Regions from separate parts of the Sus scrofa genome. Here regions 1 and 2 are each linked to region 3. Evidence: chromatin contacts called from public Hi-C and promoter capture Hi-C data. All regions are on one chromosome and are shown on one strand. The core of a region is the stretch at or near the end of the contact, and the rest is flanking DNA. Distances in the headings are between cores, read along the strand shown. Region 1 holds the start of AATF (protein AATF). Region 2 holds the start of C12H17orf82 (putative uncharacterized protein C17orf82 homolog). Region 3 holds the start of BCAS3 (breast carcinoma-amplified sequence 3).

Evidence for each region. Promoter capture Hi-C pulls out the DNA fragments that hold promoters and counts their contacts. Hi-C and Micro-C count contacts between places; a contact is called where the count stands out from the background.
Region 1: a contact with region 3 is called in a Hi-C map of liver, with 5 times the contacts expected there. The contact joins the promoter of AATF here to the promoter of BCAS3 in region 3. A contact is called at or near these places in 2 of 47 Hi-C or Micro-C datasets (heart right ventricle and liver).
Region 2: a promoter capture Hi-C map of fetal liver shows a contact between it and region 3, with 3 times the contacts expected there. The contact joins the promoter of C12H17orf82 here to the promoter of BCAS3 in region 3. A contact is called at or near these places in 1 of 5 promoter capture datasets (fetal liver) and 2 of 47 Hi-C or Micro-C datasets (embryonic fibroblasts and liver).

The regions. Positions count from the first base shown.
Region 1 is chr12:38,460,372-38,463,071 of Sscrofa11.1, forward strand. It overlaps AATF (protein AATF), which reads left to right and starts at 1,438. Exons shown (of 12, transcript XM_003131707.4): 1 at 1,438-1,682. The coding sequence starts at 1,592.
Region 2 is chr12:36,874,283-36,876,982 of Sscrofa11.1, forward strand. C12H17orf82 (putative uncharacterized protein C17orf82 homolog) reads right to left here and starts at 1,273. Exons shown (of 2, transcript XM_013981132.2): 1 at 1,003-1,273; 2 at 1-1,000. The coding sequence starts at 1,273. The coding sequence ends at 915.
Region 3 is chr12:37,473,823-37,476,522 of Sscrofa11.1, forward strand. It overlaps BCAS3 (breast carcinoma-amplified sequence 3), which reads right to left and starts at 1,399. Exons shown (of 27, transcript XM_021068161.1): 1 at 1,262-1,399.

The DNA of each region.
Region 1 (2,700 bases), core at 188-2,687, 990 kb after region 3:
CTGCAATTACAAGGGATATGTTTGTTTGTTCCATTTTATTTGTTTAAGAGCTCTTTTCTGGACTGAATTCTATTGCAGATGGTAAAAATCCAAACCAAAACAAAACACTTTCCTTCACCCCAGTCCCCTGCCTAGGGTACCCCCCCATCCGAGCCTGGAATTCTTTCCCTTCCATGTCTGAGGGTGTCTACCCTGAGAGCCTTCCTTCCCCCCTGCAGCCTCCTAGACAGGGGACATAGGACAAGTGGTCTCTTCTTGCTCTCAACAATGGGGACCTATGAAGACTGGGGAAGTCAGGGACCTTCAGTTCCCTTGGGTTCCACAGGAGACACTGGAGAACGGAAGGTTTCCCAGGCGGTTCAGCTGTGGGATCCAATTAGCCTGAGCTTTTCCCAAGCAGGGCATAGGGTATCCCTAACCCTGTCTCCTGGATCCTTTTGAGGGAGTTTCTGTTTAGGGGCTTCTAGGTCCTTACAGGTGACCTCAAACAGATCCTGGAAAGACAGACCACTTTATACTTACCCTCATCAATCCTTTTTGCAGTTTCTGTTTACTTGTTTGGCCCCCTAGGCTGATCACCACCAGGAGAGAATCACTTACTCATCTCTATCTCATCTAACAGCGCCTGCCACATAGTGGGCAGTCAAGGAATGTTTGAAGAGGGAAAGAGGATGTGAAGGGATTTTATCTTTCCATGTGCTTGGCTACCGTTTCTTCTTTGGTCTTTATATTTGACTCTACCTGTGCCCCTTGAACTGTAGATCTGAGTTTTTCCGCTTTTGTGCGCCAGTTTCAAGCATCTGAGTGTGCCCTCATCTTTGAAGAACAGCAAGGATATTAATACCTTTTGGTGTGCACGAGTAATCTCCACTCCACCCCCATTTCCCTACCCAGACAAGGCTCCTCTGGAGAAGCTACAGAATCGACCTTTATTTATTCACAGCCATAGTGACTTCTATTATTCTTATTAATAAGGATGCAGCAGTCCACTGCACAGCTACGCAAGCCCATCCCTGAGGCAGGATTTCCAAGTCATGGCCACCGCGGGGTCAGGGGCGTGTGCCCGACCCCAAACTCCTCCAAATTATGAAATGCCAAACCTGCTTTTGATTCTAGTCTGTGCGTGCCCTAAAGCACGCGTGAAGCTCGAGGCGCTCACTCTTTACTCCTCCTCCCTAAATCAGCCACCAAGGGTCGCGGCTACACTATTCTTTACTTTTTAGCCAATCTCAGACAAATCTTCAAGCGTACTTTACTCAAAAAAAACACCGCGCATCGCAGTCTCGGCTCAGCGCCAGCGGCGGCCACGTGCTCTCGCTCGCTCCCGCTCGCTCCCGCGCTGCCCAACACGCCCCCTCGGCGCACGCGCACGCGCGTCAGCCTTCCGGGCGTTTCCGCTTTCATCCTAGCAACGCCCGTAGTGACGCACAAAGTCCCGCCCCCTCCCGCGAGTCTCCCGGAAGTTGCCGATCCGGAGCTGGGCGCCCGGCTCCGAGCGTCCCTGGCTGTGCTGGGGAGCAGTCTCCGGCAGGAGGACCCGGCAGGGAGAGGGCGACATTCACGAGCGCGGCGCGGGCGAGACCTGGTGACCATGGCGGGGCCGCAGCCTCTGGCGCTACAGCTGGAACAGTTGTTGAACCCGCGACCGCGCGAAGCGGATCCTGAAGCGGACCCGGAGGAGGGTGAGGCCTGACCGGGGCAAGACCACGTGCGGAGCTGTGTGTGGGCCGTGCCGGGTGCGGACCTGGGCGGCGTGTGAAGGGCCAGCTGCTGGGCCCCCGCCGCCAAGCCTTCTCTGTTTCCTCTTGCGCAGAGGAAAACTGCCTCCCAGAGAGTGTCCCCCGGGTCTGGGGAGGAGGGTTTCGGGATCCTGACGCTCACTCTAGACTTGGTGCTCCTGTGGGCGGAGCATCCGGAGGACTCAGGCTTCGGTTCACTGTTGGTGCAGGGCTGTAGCAGGGAGCCAGAGTCTGGTAGCAGGTTGGAAGTTATCTTTAAGGATGTCTTTAATGGCACTGCATTAGAAATGAGGAGAAGGAAGTCTCATTCCCCCCCCCCCTTTTTTTTCCAACTCTGCCTGCCCCTGAGAACTTACTTGGAGGATGAAGGAAGAAGTAGGCTTCTGTGGTGCCATTTAAGCCTTTTTAGTCCTCAACACACTTGCTTAGCTGCTGACGAATAAGGCTGCTGTTCTGTAAGATGAGGTTCAAGGTCTAATCCTGCTTTAGGCTTGAGTCAGAGAAGTGTGAGGAAGGGGGAATAAGGAGGGATAAATGTGAGTGCTGGACCGTGTCTTAGAAGTAAGCAGTTGAAGGAACTGGGGCTGTTTAGCTAGGATAAGCAAACTCCCTGAGGGATGGGCTGAAGTGAAGATAGAACATGATGATGGCCGACTTAAAATATTTGAGCGACAGTCACAGATGAAAGAGGAATTAGACCAGTTTTCTATGATCCAAAACATGGAAATAATCCTTCTAGTAGATGCAGAGAGTCAGCTTTTTGTTCTGGAACAGCAGCAGGAGAGTAAGTGGTCTGCCTTGGGAGGTAATGACTTTGCTGTTCTTGGAACTTGGCGGCTTTTTTTAAAGTGGCCACACCTGTGGCATATAGAAGTTCCTGGGCTAGAGGTCAAATGTGAGTTGCAGGCAAACACGCCACAGCCACGGCAACATTCGGCTGGGGCTGAATCTGCGATCTTTG
Region 2 (2,700 bases), core at 23-2,522, 600 kb before region 3:
TGGATCCCTAACCCACTGAGCGAGGCCAGGGATCCAATCTGCTTCCTCAAGGATGCTAGTCAGATTCATTTCCGCTAAGCCACCACGGGGAACTCCCTAGCTGTGTACCTTTAGTTAATAATAGAAGAGGTAATCTCCCCTCTCCGAGGAGGAGCCGCTAAGGAGCCCCGGAATCAGGCTTCCAAACCTCACCTCTGAATTAAACTGGCAAGATGACCCTACTCCCCGCCCCCCATCAAACCAGACCCAGAACCTTGGTGGCTTTTAAACCCTAGGGGAGAGACTCTCAGCCTGCTGTGCCCTCCCCAGTTCCCACCACTTCCCACTGGAACAATGAAGACCTAAAGCCTCCCCAAGGCTTCTGGCACCCGGGGCCTACTGAGGCAGGACCCCTGGGGTGAGCAGCTCTGCAAGGCTCACCCCAGGGGGGCCCTATCTTGCCGCCCCCGTGATCAGGGGAAGAGGCGACCGAGGTGGGGGAGGGTGAACTAGAGGAAGGCACTTGGTGGAGCTCCGGGCGGGAGCCCCCCTCCACCTCCTATCCTCCCACCGGCACCGTCGAGGGGGCCTCGCCGGGCAAGGCAGTTCGATGGCACGCAACATAACCAAGCCCACAGCCCCACTTCCGAGGGACCTGGAAGGCGGGAGCCAGGCGGCCTCCTGACGGGAGAGGATCGCGAGGGTCCAGTCCGCCCGGCACACCAAAGGCGGCGGTGGGTGTTTCCAGCTGAGGCTTCGCAGGGTGGGGAGCTGGCCTGGCAGGGCGGCCCCCAGGAGAAGGGAAAAAGCCTCCCCGCCCGAAACTCGGGTAATCCCATCCTTGGGTCGGCAGCCTCTGTTCAGAGCCTTCTTTGGCTTCCGCGGAGCGCCTCGATTCCTCGGCTATCTGTGCCGTCTCTGGGCCGGGGTCCACGTCAGTCTGTGGCTGGGTCTCCAAGCGGGTTTTGCTGCGGCTCTCCGTCCAGCGCCGCCTCTAGCCCGAGGCGAGCTGTCCGGCCGCTGCCGGCCCCTGGCCTGGAGCGCCATCTGGTGGGCATGTAGGGAGTTGCCGCGGCCCGCGGACTGGGCCTTCGCCAAGTCCTTTCCCCGCCGGGAGCCGAGGAAGGTACCAAAAGGAGGGGCCAGGAAGAGCGTCGGCCGTCCGCTCTGGGAACCCGGTGCTTCGCGACCGGGTGCGAGGTGGGATGAGCGGGTCTGAACCTCCGGACGGCCTAAAAGGTGCTCCAAAGGCAAATCGAAGTCTCCGGTGCGTTGGGACGGGGACAGAGCGTATTCAGAGTGGCTGAGCAGGCTGCACTCCCAGAGGCACTCCCCGGAGAGCGCCCAAAGAGGACCCGGAGCTCAGGCTCCTTTCCCTTTGCCCTTTTCCCCAGGTGCGCACGGGTCTCCGCTCTGCTGGCCGGGCCCTAGATCACGGTGCCTCCGGTCCCTCGCCAGACCGGGTCTGCTTGCGGGGCTGCTGCCCCGGACTTTGAGGTCCGGGTCAGTGAAGGAGACGGCAGAGTGGGATTGGATTTGGGGTACTTCCCAAAGCCGGTGAGGAAGGCAGGCTCAGAGTTTAAACCTTGATTTCATTGAGGCTCAGTCCCTTGAACTGTCCCACATCCGGGAAATGGGGGTGGGGTGCCAGAGGGGGCGGGGCCTTGAGCTGGAACTTGCACCTGTGGGTGTCCTGGGGCGCATCAAGCTGAACGCGCACCTCTGGCTCCAAGGGGTGCCCTGCGCCAACTTCACGGTATGCTGGGGAAGCATATCCTAGTTCTGCGCCCTTGGGGAGGGCAGGGCCAGGCCACCAATGCTCAAGATTTCCTCCACGGCAGCATTTCTGGGGGTGGGCTGAGGGATGACTCGAGGGCTCAGGAAACTCAGATTGACAGAAGAGGCAATGAGGTCCCCTCGGTCTCACGGTCCTTCCCACCCATCCACTAGGGATCTCCTGGAGCTCCCCCGCCCAACACAGTTACACCTCCAGTCTTCAAGCTCCCCTGTGAATCACACTCACAATCCCACGCGGACAGGCACAATTCTTTCTCACACCCCACAGTCTCAACGCACAGGGCCCGGGGCACGCCAGGTCAGCAACCCCTATCACCTGCCAATATGCCTTCCACACTCGTCCCCTGGAGATTCTGCCATCTAGGGCCCCTGGTGCCAGGCCCTGAAGGGTTAAGGAGGCCTTGGGGCACCGGAGCGGTGGGACGCGGGGCGCCTGGGATAATTGGCGACCCCGGGAACAATGAAGGCGGGGAGGCGGGTGGCCTAATTGGGCCAGGGAGCCGCCTGGCCTTTGTCTCGGACTCGGCCGCGCGGTTCCCGAAGCCGAACTCAGGCTCGCAGCTGGGACCCAGCGCAGAGCCGCGAGGGCGACTCTGGGAGGGGACGTGTGTGGTGGGGGCCGGGGGGAAGTGGGAGCGACCCTCCAAGCTGCGCTTGGGCCCAGGGCTTCTCGAGGCCCTGGAGTATCACTCCACCCCACCCGGGGCGCTGCAGCCACCGCGCGGCCGCTTCAACGACCCTCCTCGGGTTCCCTGTCTGCCCACGGCCAACCTGAGGCTCCAGATCAGTGCTGCCCCCTGGTGTCAGCAGCCCGCTCCGCAGCCTCTTCCCAACTTTTTCCTAGACGTGCTGACGGTGAGAAACCGGAAGAAACCAAAGCGCCCCTGCTCTTCGAATTTTAGAGGCCTTAATCAACCTCTGATT
Region 3 (2,700 bases), core at 149-2,648:
AGAGGGGAGGGCAGAAGAGGAAAAAGTAAGATAAAAGATTTCTTGAGGTTTTCTTATTTGGACCACGACAAGAACCACAAAACTACTTAAGACTCTTGCAGGACCCTGTGATCCCCTGTTAATATAAACTAGGAAGGGATGCAAAGCCCAGCACAGGATCACTTTATAAAAACAAATGTGCTACCTTTGTGAGCCAAAATTAAAGAATTTACTGAAATCTTCCATTGAGAACAATGAAAATATACCTGGTACACTATTTTAAGACCAAATGGAACAATGAGGTAATACCTCCAACTAAGACTGTGGGGACTCTATGAATAAGACTGTGTATTTTAACATGTATTGTGATGGATGTGAACTAGTCTTACTGTGGTGGTCATTTCACAATATATACAACTTTCAAATCATTGTGTTGTACACCTGAAACTCATATATATATGTACACCTGAAACTCAATTATATGCACTCAAAAAAAGACTGCATGATCACAATTTAACAAGATGTTTGAAATCCCATTTGTTAAAACCCCCATCCCCCACCCCCACTACTGTAACCTAATCATCATTGTCTAAATAAGCAACAATAACTTATATTAGAAGCCCCTTATCCTTTCCAGTCACGTCATTGAACCCTGACCCTCGAATGTCTAAAAAGCACCTGAATCACTGGGGAGATTTTAAAAGCATGGAATGTGCTTGATTAAGGTTAAAAGAGACAGATCTCTTACATGGTTCAGGAAAGAAAGCCCACAGCCTGGAATTAATCTTGAAAGCCCCTAAAACCATCTCTTTTAAGCAGGGAGCATTCTATCACCTTATCTGAAAACTCGCACATTGATGAGTCCCATCTGCCACAACCAAAACACCCTTCGCCCCAACTAGCCCAGGTACCCATTTCCCCAGTGGATACCTTCACCTCCAGTCCCTCAGCTCTCTCATTTCCATTCCTCCCTTTATTTCTCGAAACACAGCCTCCCAAGAACAGTCCTCAAGGGCCCTGTCTCCTGAGGAAGACCCTCGCCAGCCCCTCAGATCCCACTCTCCTGAAAGACAACCAGCACGGCGCTACCCACTTAACCTCCAACGCTGAGCCACCGCTGCCCCTGGCCGCCCTCTGGCCCCTTGCCCTTCCTCCCCTCCCCCTCCGATCTCCACAGATCCCCCTCGTCGAATTCCTGCCAGCCAAGCCCTCTCCCCTCACGCAGCTAGTCCCTCGTCCTCGCCCAGCCTCCCCAAAGCCACAGCACCGCCAGCCCTCTCACCGGCCGCCCCGCCGGTAAACGCTGTTCTCCAGCTCAAGGCTCACTGTTTGGAGTCTCCCTTCGTGATTGACGGTTACCACTTCCTACCACGCCTCAGCGGAACTACCTTTCTAGCCAATCCCAGAAGCAAACTGTTCGCTGCCGGGCACCGCCCTCAGAGGTCAGCTTCGCCAACCAGCAAGTAGAAAAGAGGCGGGCCCGCCTCCTGAATTGATCCAATCCGCTGGGGCTCGAGGGAAAACAAAACAGTATGTAAGTTCGGGTGAAGCCGAGGTGTCAGGTTCGGTTGCGAACGCAGGCAGGTGTGGAGGAGTGACTAACATGTCTCTTTTCCTTTGCACATAGAACCTCCGTAGCTTCGTGAGACAGTATCATGCTGCAAAAGCCTGTGCACCTCACTTGGGCGTCTCAGGCTGGGAGTCGGACCACTGGAGAACCGGTCTGTTTACATCGAATTCTCGCGACAGCTGGTTCGGAGCTCAAAGCACGTGGACATGGCAGCTGCCAATCACTGTTAGCGGGCCACTCACCCATCCCGAACCCGCCTTCTGCCCCGCCCTTCTCGATGTGTTTACCTTCCGGGAGCCTAGGCTTATTTGCGCTGGTGGGCAGCCCTGGAGCCTAGGTGGTGATCTGAATGAGGGGTGAGGAGGGTATTATCAATTTGACTTAGGTTTGTGGACCACGCCTGACCTCTTCCTTACCTGTTTATACTTCCCGTAAGGAACAGATTGAGATTTCCATGGTGTCTTTCCATCAGATATATTTACTGTTTTATTGAAGGAACACTCAGTACAGTCCTAGGCACTTCATGAGTACTATCAAGTTTAACACTCATGACAATCCCGTGAGAATATGGCTTATTAATAGGCACGGAGTTTGTAACAAAGTGGCTGATACAACAGTAGAATTTTTTTTTTAATTTTTAGCAGAGTGGAGGAGGTGAAAGTTTAGTAAAGACACCTCACCGGAAATATGCAGTTAACCAAGTGCTGGAGAGACAGACAGAGACCTAGCCAAGAAGCCACCCGTTTGCTTGTGACGCTCAATTAGTGCCAATAAAAAGGACACCCTAAGTGATATTTATCAGGCTAATGTTTGCACATTGGCTAATAAAAGATTTTGAACATTCGTCTTTTTCCACAACACAAATTCCCAGAACTGTGGAGATTTTTTCGTCTTTTTTTTTTTTTTTTTTTTTTTTGAGTTTTTAGGGCTGCACCCAGGACATATGGTCAGGCTAAGGGTCAAATCACAGCTGTAGCTGATGGCCTTCACCACAGCAACAACATGAGACTAGAGCAGAGTCTGTGACCTACACCACAGCTCACAGCAACACCGGATCCTTAACCCACTGAGCAAGGCCAGGGGTCGAACCCGCAACCTCATGGTTCCTAGTCGGATTCGTTAACCACTGAGCCTCCACGGGAACTCCAGGA